Linked DNA regions of Sus scrofa: regions 1 and 3 are each linked to region 2. Evidence: chromatin contacts called from public Hi-C data. All regions are on one chromosome and are shown on one strand. The core of a region is the stretch at or near the end of the contact, and the rest is flanking DNA. Distances in the headings are between cores, read along the strand shown.

Region 1 (4,263 bases), core at 1,534-4,033, 71 kb before region 2:
AGTCAAAGTTTGGAGAGGATAGATATGATTTCTGTCCTGAATTTGCTTCCAGTGTGGGATACAGGAAATGGACCAGGAGAAAGAGTAGACAGAAAAGGTTAGAGGAGGAGCAGAGAGTTTGAGGACATCATAAACTTAATGCCTAGAAATTGGAAGTCTCAGCTGCTTTGGAGTTTCGAATTATTTCTTTTTATGTTCCTGGATTATAATATGTCTCCATCCCTCCACCCTGCTATCTGTACTCTCAGGTACCCCTTCTTTTGTGGGTGATGGGGGTGGATGGTGGGCATGTGTTATTCCAATCTAAAATCTGAAGTGGGCTAAATTGCAAGTCCTTTCCTCTTCTCATCCTCAGGGACATGTGGAATCCAGGAGAGGGAAGATGGTGCTGCTGCCAGTGGGAGGAATTGTAAACCATGTGGTTTGCCCATCCTTTGGACTCTTCCATGTAAAATTGAGGTAGGAGGTAGGGGACCACTGATTGGAGGCAGGTGGGGAAATTCCTGGCAAGCAATCTGACTCCTAGAACATGGAGTGGGGAACATACAAGGTCAAGCTTGCTAGTGACTTATAGGGGAATCTGTGGTTTCACTCTAAGGCAGTATGCAAAAATGTGCATTTTTAGGGGGAGGATTAATTCACCAGACACTTGAGCATTAACCAGGGACCAGGTAGTGTTCTAGGAACTGGGAATACATCAGTAAACCGAACTGACAAAACGTATGTGCTGCCCTCCTGGAGCTTACACTCTGCAGAAAGAAGCAGACCACAGATTTCTTCTCCTAAAAGGCTCTGTGATTTATAAGCAAAAAAGAAAAAAAAAAAAAAAAAAGAAAGAAAGAAAGAAAAAAAAAAAAAAAAAAAAAGCAGCTCAGGAATCAAGAAGCTATAACTATGGTCCTCCATATTGTGTAACAGCACCACTTAAGGGGAACCTGAAAAGTCCCCATGATAGAGTCCATCCCTGAGATTCTGACTGGCTGGATCTGTGTTTGGAAATGGATCTTTTGAAGCTCTCACTCATTTTGATCCAGTTCAAATAGATTGCTTCCAAGAAAAGAGGCTGAAGATGAAATTTTCTTCACCAAGAAGAGCCATGGAAAATTGGTCACTTCCTTCTTTTACAAATACTACAAAGCAACGGGATTTTTCATTTCTGGATATCCCAAGAGAGAAGCATCAACATTCCTCTCTTATTTTTATTAGCTGAGAATAGCACCCTACAATCAGAGCTTTAAAGTGTTTCCATGTATGCCTGTATATTTTAAGTTTCGTAAAGGCGAGGAGGGATTATTGGTATCATCTAATTTGAAATCCCAAATGATTCCTAATTTTCTTTCCAAATACTATACTACTACTACACCAAATTTTTATCGTATGCAAGCTCTTCTCCCTCATAATACACCCAAGAACCTAGTGAGGTATTGCTATATGTACTTAATAAGGGAGAAACTAAGGCACTGAGGGGTCCCCGTGCTTGATCAAGGTCACAGAGACTGGACTGGTGGGGATCTAAACCCCAGAGAAAGGCTCTCAACCGTGACCGCTGTGGCACTCCCTCCTTTCTGAGTCCCTTACACTCCCCTTCCTTATTTAGCACTTGCAATCTTTCCTGGGACCAAAGATGAATAAACAAGTTATAAATCACAGAAGAAAAGAAAATGCTTGGGAGACTATCGCTCAGGCCGATTGGGGAGTATTTAGGGAGGGCAGCCTTGATGGTGCAGGCTATTCTTTCAGTCCGCAGCCCTGAAGCACATTCCCAAACCTGGCAGGAACTGAAGCTGGCTCACCCCCACGCCCCCGGGCGGCGCCGAAGGCAGCCCCAAGCCCGGGGCTGAGAATTCCAATAGGTGTCTGCCGCGCCCCCGCTCCCGCGGGCTCCAGGACGCGGGTGCAGATCCCAGATCTGGGGGTGATTCTTATCTCCTAGCCCCGGGCGGGTCCGAAGGCTGCCCAGCTCAGTCGGGAATTTGATCCTGGGACCAATGCCTGGCTCCAGAAATCTCTGCCCACAAGGGAGTTAAAAAGTTAGACCTCTTTTCACTTGAAGACCCGAATCCCCTCTTGCCTTTGGCTTCTTTCCCTGGTCTAGTTTTCCCACGTCCAAAAAAGTTGGTCTCAAAGTTTGAGTGCGTGTGTGTGGTGTGTGTGTGTGTGTGAGCGTGTGACGCTCATAGGGATCCCAGTTGGGGAATCCAAGAGTCCCCTTCCCCAGGGTCGCAGAGACAGGGGCAAGTCTAGTTCCACGACCCAAACCCAAGGGCGCAGTGCAGGCGGGGAGAAGGGGGGGGGCCGACGCACGCCTTTGGGTTTGGTTCAGGGTTTTAGATTGAAATGTGGCGGGGGTCGGGGTGGGGGTTGCAAGGCAGGCGCCCGGGGCTGGGTGACCAACAGCGTGGCCAGCCACTGGCTGAAGGCGGTGGTGAGGCTTAGGCCGTCGTGAGCGCGTGCTTGTGTGCGTGAGTGTGAGCGCGAGTGGTGAGCCTACCCAACCCCCACCTGTTTTAAATGATTTTAAAATGCCAAAACCAAACTGGCCTATGTTTTCAAAAGTTTCAAACAGTTGGAGTAATACACGTGCGCTTCCCCCAAACTCCCGAAAGAAATTGCTGAGCCCAGGGAACTGAAAGAAAAGGAGGAATCAGAGGTGTGTGGTAAGGAGGGTAAATTGCTTGCTCCTGGCGGATCGGTTTTAGGACCCAACGGGAAGCACTTTGGAATCTCTCCCTTCGGGAAGGCGGGGTGGGGCGGGCCGGCTGGCTGGAGGCCGCGGTGCGCATGCGCGCGCGTCTCCTTTCGCCGGCCGCTGCGCTCGGCGGCGCGGAATAGAATGAACTGTAACAAAACAAGCAGAGCCTTTGTATCTGCTTAAAGGGGCCGCTGGCACTTCCCCCCTGTCCCCCAACCCCCGCTTCGCTACCGCGTCTCCTGGGCTCCCAGCAACTGGCTGGAAGGGCTTCCCTCACGCTCAGGAACAACCCGCCAACGAGAAAAGGCGAGCCAGGCGGGCGGCAAAGAGGAGACACCGCATTTCTAAGAGGCGAGAAAGAAAGGAAGGAAGGAAAAAAAATAACCCAAGCGGCGCAGAGTGGACTCTGGTCCGGGAGAGCACGGTCAGGCGCCGGAACGTGGACGGAGAAGCACCGGAATGCAAACAAAGCTCGCGGGCGCCTGTGCAGGGCTCGCGGGGAAGCCCAGAAAGTTTGTTTTATGATGGCTTGAGTGCGCGAGTGTGTGCGGCGAGCGAGGCTGCCAAGTTTCTCTCTCCCGTTGCGTTTTTTGGGGGGAGATGTCTCTCCCATGAACCAGCGAGGGCCTGGGGGGGGGGCTTGTGCTGCGGAGGGACACCTGTCTCTCACTTATTATTTTTTTTGTGGGGGGGAAGAGGGGTGTAACTCATCATGTCAAAAGTGATCCAGAAGAAGAATCACTGGACTAGCAAGGTTCACGAATGCACCGTGAAGCGGGGACCCCAGGGCGAGCTGGGGGTGACCGTGCTGGGGGGCGCGGAGAATGGAGAGTTTCCTTATGTCGGAGCGGTGGCGGCGGCCGAGGCGTCGGGGCTTCCTGGCGGCGGCGAGGGCCCGCGGCTGGGCGAGGGGGAGCTGCTTCTGGAGGTCCAGGGGATCCGGGTGTCCGGCTTGCCCCGCTATGACGTACTGGGAGTCATCGACAGCTTCAAGGAGGCGGTCACCTTCAAAGCCGTCAGACAAGGTAAGACGGGACGCGCCTCCGGAAGGCGCCCCCAGAAAAGGGGAGCGGCCTGTGGAGACTCCCTCCCCCCATCCCCAATTTCCCGCTTTTCTCCGGCAAACCCGGCTTAGAGGGGAAGTTGAGGCCAAGCGCCTTGAGTTGGTGAAATACACAAAGTTGTTGAGAGATTGTAGGTTGTTTGCCCACCTGAGTAGGGAAGAGGGGCTTAGGTTTGCGCGGGGAAGCGCGGAGATTTTTTTCGCAGGTCGGGTTTGCCAACCTGTTATCTCAGCCACCAAGTGCGGCGCAGCTTCTCCCGCATCTGGAGGAGAGTTGGGGAACTGAAGCCGGGGCTAGGGGACGTTCTTCTGGCTCCCTGGGGGGTCGTTACCGCTGGCGCAGCTGCTGCGTTCTTTGGCCGCTTGTCTGTTTCCACCTGGAGAATGGGTACGAAGGAGGGAAGGGTCTTTGCTTATTGGACGTCCCCCATCAGAAAATAACCTTCACCCCGCAGCAGCCCAGGTGGGTTGAGGCATCACTGCCTAGGTCCCAAAGCCCGCTGCCGGA
Region 2 (3,839 bases), core at 1,267-3,766:
TAAGTCATAAATGACAGATGTTGACTCTTGTTTTTGAGCTCTTCCGGGATTGGATCAAGCCCTTGAGTATCCTCATGGGGCACAGTCTTCCCCTTTTTAAATGTTTCCAGAGGAGGGTGGCAGTTGCCAGCATATGTTAATACAAAGTACCTGAAATCATGTTTTTTACATGGAATTAGGCAGAAACAAATGCCAGGCTGAACTCAGTTGCCAGTGAATGATGGAAAGGGTCTCTTTCCCAAAGGGCAATGTTTATGGCTGCTTCCTATCGTGGTAACTTCAAAACTGCCCTCTGTGAATGCTTCATCAAAGTTCAACTCCAAGTGGAAAAAAAAAAGCCAAAAGCATTTGGTAACTTCAATGGCATTTCTTTCTTCTAGCTATAACCCCTTGCTGCTGCCCACATGTGACACTAGATGATACTTCAAGAGCTGCTAAGTCGTAAGACATTCACAATTAAAAGGAATCATCAATAAATAGTTGTTTTAAACTATTTCTTTCTTTCTTTTTTCTTTTTTTTTTTTTTCATTTAGCTCTAACCTGTGCTCCTGGAAAAGCAAGATGTGATTTTGGAAATTTGCCACTGATTTGGCACTGATGGGTGTGGTGAATTTTAAGTCCAGAATTTTTACAAAAACCCACTATTGCCATGACTTGAAAGCCAGGCAGCAGGAACATTTCAGTCATTTTTGGATCAGGAAGAAAATCAAAGTTGACATTTCTCAGAGATAGTTACGTTTTCTTTATAGATATTTCCCTTTTTATCTTTGCAACCTAATTTTAATGACTTGTATAAGCTTTTCAACTGTGCAAAAATAAATCTGCCTCTGATGCTGTGTTAATTTGTCACTGTCTGAGTTTGGCTCCAGGATTAGATTTGATGATTTCAAACTTTACAGCCTCCAGAATGTCACCCAGTGATTCCTGGTGTTCACACCCTTGGGCGGTCTTCCTTCCACACTGTTCAGACAGGTCTGTGTGACCACTAGTGCAGTGATGGCAGAAGTGATAGTGTGTCATTATAAAAGTCTGCCTTCTTTCCTGAGCATTCTTTCTCTTTCCTTCTCTCTTGGATTCCCTCACTCTGGGGAAATCCATGTTGCGAGCAGCCCTGTGGAGAAGCTCATGTGGTGGGGAACTGAAGCCCCATGTAAACAGCCATAGGGGTGAGCCTGGAAGAGAATCCTCCAGACCTAGTCATGCTGCGTATAACTGCAGTCCCTCTCATGCTTTGACTATAAGGATGTGACTGATGCTGACCCAGAACCACGCAGCTAAATCTCTTCTTCTTTCCTGACCTCCAGAAATTATGAGATAATAAAGGGTTGTTATTGGAAGCCAATATGCTGGGAGTAGTTTGTCACACAGCAATAGTTAACAAATGCAATCTGATAACATAAAGTTGATCAATTTGTTTACTCTTCCATCTACCCATCTATCCATCCACTTACCAACTATTCATCTACATACCTACCCTCTTTGCCTCCATTTGTCCATGCACCCACTGAGCTACTTCACCATCTGTTTGTTCATTCATCCATCCTCCCACTCACTTACTCTGTCTGTCCGTCTGTCCATCCATCCATCCATCCCAATCTCCATGCTTTTAACAAGTATTTAAGGACTAACCCTATCCTAAGAACTGTGCATGGTCATTAGGAAGCTCAAAGGAATGCTGTAATCTGTGTTCTCCAGGAGCAAACTACCTCTTTTACTCCGTTAACCATAGTTGAATTCTACCTTGCCGCTTTCCTAGGATTAAATTTGACTTTTAAAAGTGAATAAATGTTTAAAGAAAATTCATGTTTTTCTGTATTTTTCCTTTTTTATATCCTTTATGCCAGTTTAGAACAGGGAACAGTAAACATTAACTTAATTCATACTTGCTTTACAGTATAAAAGTGAATTTTAGATGAAATTAATGCCAAATATATTGTATGGCATCAGTATTTTTAAGTGGTATATAATACTCTAATTGGATTCTTGATATTGTTTATAATTTCCTCGATTATATGAGTTGTTTCAAAATTAAAATGTTACTAAAGGATTTGGGGAAGAAAATCTGATTCGAGCCAAATTAACATATAAAAGTAAATACTGATATTGATTGGAGTGCTTTCTCTCTGCCAGGATCCTGTGCTAAGCAATTTATATACATTTCTTCTAGTAATCCTCACAAGGCATTGTAGTTATTAGCCCTCTTTTATGAATAATAACACTAAGATTTATAACAGTTAATTAGCACAAAGTTAAAAAATCAGTAAGAGTTGTAGGTGACTTTTAAACCTAGGTCTCAAGATCTTTGCTACTCTGCTATATATATGTAGATGTATGTGCATTTTTATATAAGCATTTTTGAGTGTATTTTCCCATATGTAAAATTAGAATAATATTAGCATACTTTTGAGAGTTCCTTGATGGCTCAGTGGGTTAAGGATCTGGCACTTGCACCACTGTGGCTTGGGTTGCTGCTGTGGTGCATGTTTGATCCCTGGCCCTGGAGCTTAAACATGCTGTGAGTGCATCCAAAACAAACAAAATGTTGGCATACTTTTATGTTGTTCTGAGGACTGAGTGAATGCATGTATGTATTTAATAAATGTTGACTCTTAATAATTGATTATAGGAGTTCCTGCTCTGGCTTTGCCGTAACGAACCCGACTGGTATCCATGGAGATGTCGGTTCAATCCCTGGCCTTGCTTGGTGGGTTAAGAATCTGATGTTGCTGTGAGCTGTGGTGTAGGTCAAAGAGGTGGCTCAGATCTGGCATTGCTGTGGTTGTGGCATAGGCTGGCAGCTGCAGCTCCAACCCCTAGCCTGGGAACTTCTGTATGCTGTGGGTGTGGCTCAAAAAGAGTACAGAGTTATTTTTCTTTTTTCTCTTTCTTCCTCATTATGTACTGAGACACAGTGTCCTGCTTCATGTTTCCAGAGTTTATCATTTGGCAGGATGTTCTCAGTTGTCCTGTTTGCTCTGTGTAAACAGAGCCCTTAAAGCATGGTTTGGCCAAATTTGTATCAGAATATCATGGTGGCTGCAGTAGTCAGAACTTTAAAGTGGGGGGAGGTGGTGTGAGTTTCTTATCAAATCCTGTGCCACCCAGTGCAGCTTCTTTGTATTTCCTTTATAAAGATGCTGAAGATGGGGGACAGGGGGAAGGAGGAGAGACCATATACCTGATTAGAGGTCTAGTGAAAACTTCCTTTATCTCATTAAAATTTGACTACAGTTAAGAGAGGGGGCTGAGATGAGTCCACTACTGTCTCCTGGAGGAGAACAAGTCCTCTCACCTTTTGTCTTCAGAAAGCTGGGTTTGGTACCCATCTGAAGGGCAGTCTGCTTAGAAACATCGTTCTGAGATCAGGACTTGAATTAATCAGCCCTGGCTTTAATCCAGGCACCATTTTTTTACCTAGTGTTTGACCTCGGTAAGATGCTTAAGTATTTTGGAGCATATTTTCTTATATATAAAGTTACAGTAATATTTCCATACTTTTTTATGGTTCTGAGGGTTGAGTAAATGCACATATGTGGTTAATAAATATTGACTTTTAGTAGTTGAATATAGAGTCTCTCTTCTTGATTTTTTTCCATTTTCCCTGTCTTCATCCTCATCCTCATCATTAGTAGACTGCAGAGGCATCATAATGATTTCTCAGGAGCATGTGCGATTTCGGGCTGAATAGAAAGTTCAAATAAAAATTAGAGAGCAGAATGGATGGTTTCAACCAAGTGAAGGTCAGATGGTGTTGACCGTGCTGAAAGTTACATAGCAGAAGTTAAAAATAATACCTACATAGTTAATTTACAGTTTATACAAAAGAAGAAACATATGCA
Region 3 (4,080 bases), core at 1,578-4,077, 130 kb before region 2:
TGGGGTGGGGGTGGGGGACATACCATCAATCTTCCTGGGGATTATTCACTGGGTGGATTATCCAAGGCATGTGTCTAATCACAGCTGGGTTTCCACATGCCACCCAGCATGATCTCAACAAAACCCTCCTCTATCATCTTGCGTGCTTGGAAAATGAAAGCCAGTTTGAATTAGTTAATTCTGGTCTCTGCCTAAAAGAAACAGTACTACTGGAGGATTAAGAGGAGAGAGAGACTTTTGGAGTAAGACAAACCTGGATCTGAGCATCACTTTTGCTTCTTACTGGCTGTGTGGCCTGCAGTCACTTGCTTAACTATTCTGAATCTCAGTTATCTCACTTTTTATTTGTTTATTATTAATCTACGTATTTATTTATTTTTAAAATTTGTGCAGCGTATGGAAGTTCCTGGGCCAGGGATTGAATCCAAGCCACCTCTTCCACCTACACTGCAGCTATGGCAATGCTGGATCCTTTAACCCACTGCGCTGGCCAGGGATGGAACCCATGCCTCCACAGCAATCCAAGCTGCTGCAGTCAGATTCTTAATCCACTAAGCCACAGCAAGAACTGCAGTTACCTAATTTTAAAAATAGGGTGGGAGTTCCAGCTATGATGCAACAAGATCAGCGATGCCTCTGGAGTGCTGGGACACAGTTCAATCCCTGGTCCGGCACGGTGGGTTAAATATCTGGCATTGCCACTGCTTCAGCATAGGCAGCAAGAGGGACTCAGATCTGATCCCTGGCCTGGGAACTCCATATGCCACAGGGCAGGACAAAAATGAAAATAAATAAATAAATAAAATTTGTTTAAAAATAAATAAGTAAATAAATGAATTATAAAAATAGGGTGGTGGGAATTCCTGTTGGAGCTCAAAGGTAATGAATCCAACTAGAATCCATGAAGATGTGGGTTGGATCCCGGGCCCCACTCAGTGGGTTAAGGATCCAGCTTTGCGGTGAGCTGTGGTGTAGATCACAGATGCAGCTCTGATCTGGCATTGCTGTGGCTGTGGTGTAGACCAGCAGCTACATCTCCGATTTGACCCCTAGCCTGGGAACCTCCATATGTTATGGGTGTGGCTCTAAAAAGACAAAAAAAAAAAGGTGATAATATCCAACTCTCAAGCTAGAGATGAAGATTAAATGAGTGCACATATAAAGAGGACCTAGGTCAGATCTCTGGAGTTTCCTTTGTGGCGCAGTGGAAACAAATCCAACTAGGAACCATGAGGTTGCAGGTTCGATCCCTGGCCTCGTTCAGTGGGTTAAGGATCCAGCATTGCCATGAGCTGTGGTATAGGTCACAGATGCAGCTCAGATCCGGCGTTGCTGTGGCTCTGGCGTAGGCCAGCGGCTACAGCTCCGACTGGACCTCTAGCCTGGGAACCTCCATGTGCCGCAAGTGTGGCCCTAAAAAAATGACAAAAGAAAAAAAATAAAGAATTTTAAAAAAAGAGGACTTAGGTCAGATCTTTAAAATAAATGATCACCAATAAGAGTAAATCTGCCTAGAAATGTGAAGAAGAAAATATCAGCCAAGCAATAGAAATATGACAGGAATACTGATAGGTTACAGAAAAATAAATATAAACGGCTCTCACCCATTTGAAAAGATGTTTGACCTCACTTACAATAAGAAAAATGCAAGTCAAAACTAAATAAGGATATCATTTTTCACCTATTGGGTTGGCAAAAATTCAATTCAAAAATTGTACAACACATGCTCTGTAATAAATAGTGGGATTTGGCACTCTCACACATTGCTGGCAAGAGAGCAAAATGGTACACAACACTTTGGGGAGCTCATCAGCAATCCCTATCAAAATTATGAATGCATTTACTTTTTTACTCGACAATTTCACTCCTGCGAATTCTCTTTCTTTCTTTTTTTAACTGCTGTACTTAAACCAGCATGAAGTAAAGTGACAGATAAACCCCATTATTAATTGCAGAATTGTGTGCATGCATGAGCAAGTGGCTGGAAATACCCAAGTGTCCATCTAAAGAGGAGTGGATGAATAAACCTCGGTGCTTCCACACAATATAACACAGTTGTAAAAAGGAGAAGGCAATTCTCTGTGCCCTGTGGAAATCTCAGGGCAACTATAAAGTGCAAGAGGCAGGATGCAAAACAATACATAGAGTCTCCTAATGTCTATGTAAAGAGAAGGTAAATAAGAATTTACTTATATTTGTTTATATCTGCACAAACATAAACACCAGAAGGCTATGCAAGAAATTAAAAAGAGTGGTTACATTTAGAAGGCTGAAGGTGGAAATTGGGTAGGTGGAATCAGGAGTTAGAATAAGACTTCTTCTGATCTCTTTTTTTTTTTTTTTTTTTTTTTTTTTGTCTTTTTGCTATTTCTTGGGCCGCTTCCATGGCATATGGAGGTTCCCAGGCTAGGGGTCGAATCGGAGCTGCAGCCACCGCCTACGCCAGAGCCACAGCAACGCGGGATCCGAGCCGCGTCTGCAACCTACACCACAGCTCACGGCAATGCCGGATCGTTAACCCACTGAGCAAGGGCAGGGACCGAACCTGCAACCTCATGGTTCCTAGTCGGATTCGTTAACCACTGCGCCACGATGGGAACTCCTTGATCTCATTTTTATTTTTTTTGAGCTATGTGAACATATGACCAACTCTGTGCAATCAAAATAAAGAAAATAATTAACATCTTCTAAAACAAATAAGGATTTCTCAAGTCAGAACCCATATTTGAATTCTCTGTCATTTTGAATACCTCTATGTCCCTGTTCTAGGTTGTATACTGCCCTTTAACCTGGGTGGCCAGGCATTGTTTACTCTCGGTCAGGAAGTTCAAGGCATACTTTTTACTGAACCAACGAACAAATGAACCAGCTTGCTGCTTTCAGTTGCAAAGAGAATGATCATTAGCTGACTGGGTCAAAAATGTTCAAAGAACCAAGCCAAGGCATGCAAACAATGACATTTTCATTTTTAAAATGGAAAGTAGAAACTAGACCACTGAAGGAAGAACTTAATGACCTGAAAGGGGAAAAAGAAAACTACATCTATATTCCTTCTCTGAACTCCATGGAAGACTTTAATCCACCTTCCTTTCTGGGATTTACATTTGAAACTGAACCCGAATGCAAAGTGGTGCAGGCTCCACAGGCTGGGAAAGAGGCATTTATCTACAAGGTCATGTTAAACCTGGGGAGGGACTTGTTAGGTCAAAGAGAAGAACTCTCAACTCTTTCCTCATCACCAATCCCCTAGGAAGAATAGGGGTGGAGGAAGATCACCCCAGACGGAAGACCGATAAAATAACTTCTATGCCAAGAAGCCAATAAAAATTTGTTCATCCATGCTTTTCCTTCCTGAATCCACAATAATTTATACAAAAATGCCATCTCCTTACTGCAGGGTGCCTGATTTATAGATTGGGCATCTGTTTCATATCAAGGGCCCCTGAATGGAACAACACTCTATGTTCTAACAAAACAGAGAACTCATTTCATAAATCACTTTCGACCTATCAGATATCTCACACTGAATTTCTTTTAAATCCAGGCACATTTTTCTTTCCCTCAGAGCTTGCCCTGCATGTTGCTGTCAAGTACCAGAAACACACATGTACTTGAAGTTTTTAAAAGATTCCAGAAAAGCAATAGCAAACCTAGTTATCAGTCTGTTTCTTTTGTTTTATCCTATAAGAAGAAGCTTTTTCTTTTTTAAAAGAAGAACCCTTTATAAATGTTTTCAAAAGGAACCATTTTTAAAAATCCATGTCCTCAGAGAGCCTCCAAGTCCATAAATTTGCAAACAAATGGAATTTACTTTGTCACTTTCTGTTCCTTTGCCCAGAGCAGACATTACTAATGGATCACCTCCTTCCCTCTGAGCTTGCTTCAAGTCCTATTGTCTTTCTCAGCCCAAAGTTGAAGACAGCCTCTATGAGGGAGCATCAATTAACATGCAGCATAGAAGAGTCCAATCCGATCACTTTTAAGATAATAGAACCACACGACAGAAGAGGAAAGAGGCTTTGCTACAGTCACACAGTGAATGACTGATGCACATGATACATATTTCTAAGTACTGAAACT

The links. A called contact is a pair of places that touch in the nucleus more often than the background predicts.
Region 1: a contact with region 2 is called in a Hi-C map of liver, with 4 times the contacts expected there. The contact joins the promoter of MAGI1 here to the enhancer-like site in region 2. A contact is called at or near these places in 1 of 5 promoter capture datasets (liver) and 9 of 47 Hi-C or Micro-C datasets (embryonic fibroblasts, epiblast stem cells, fetal skeletal muscle and 4 more).
Region 3: a Hi-C map of liver shows a contact between it and region 2, with 7 times the contacts expected there. The contact joins two enhancer-like sites. A contact is called at or near these places in 1 of 5 promoter capture datasets (liver) and 5 of 47 Hi-C or Micro-C datasets (embryonic fibroblasts, liver and skeletal muscle).

Annotation. Positions count from the first base shown.
Region 1 is chr13:47,566,660-47,570,922 of Sscrofa11.1, reverse strand. MAGI1 (membrane-associated guanylate kinase, WW and PDZ domain-containing protein 1) reads left to right here and starts at 2,783. Exons shown (of 22, transcript XM_021070801.1): 1 at 2,783-3,717. The coding sequence starts at 3,405.
Region 2 is chr13:47,496,143-47,499,981 of Sscrofa11.1, reverse strand. The region is part of intron 1 of MAGI1 (membrane-associated guanylate kinase, WW and PDZ domain-containing protein 1); the gene reads left to right. Among named protein-coding and RNA genes, the nearest start is that of MAGI1, 70 kb to the left of the region's middle. Within about 2 kb of position 2,516, at least 2 of the 83 cell types and tissues checked have an H3K27ac peak or open chromatin away from gene starts, as enhancers often do. A contact at or near this core is called in liver, where this site is marked.
Region 3 is chr13:47,623,113-47,627,192 of Sscrofa11.1, reverse strand. No RefSeq gene overlaps it. Among named protein-coding and RNA genes, the nearest start is that of MAGI1, 57 kb to the right of the region's middle. Within about 2 kb of position 2,827, at least 3 of the 83 cell types and tissues checked have an H3K27ac peak or open chromatin away from gene starts, as enhancers often do. A contact at or near this core is called in liver, where this site is marked.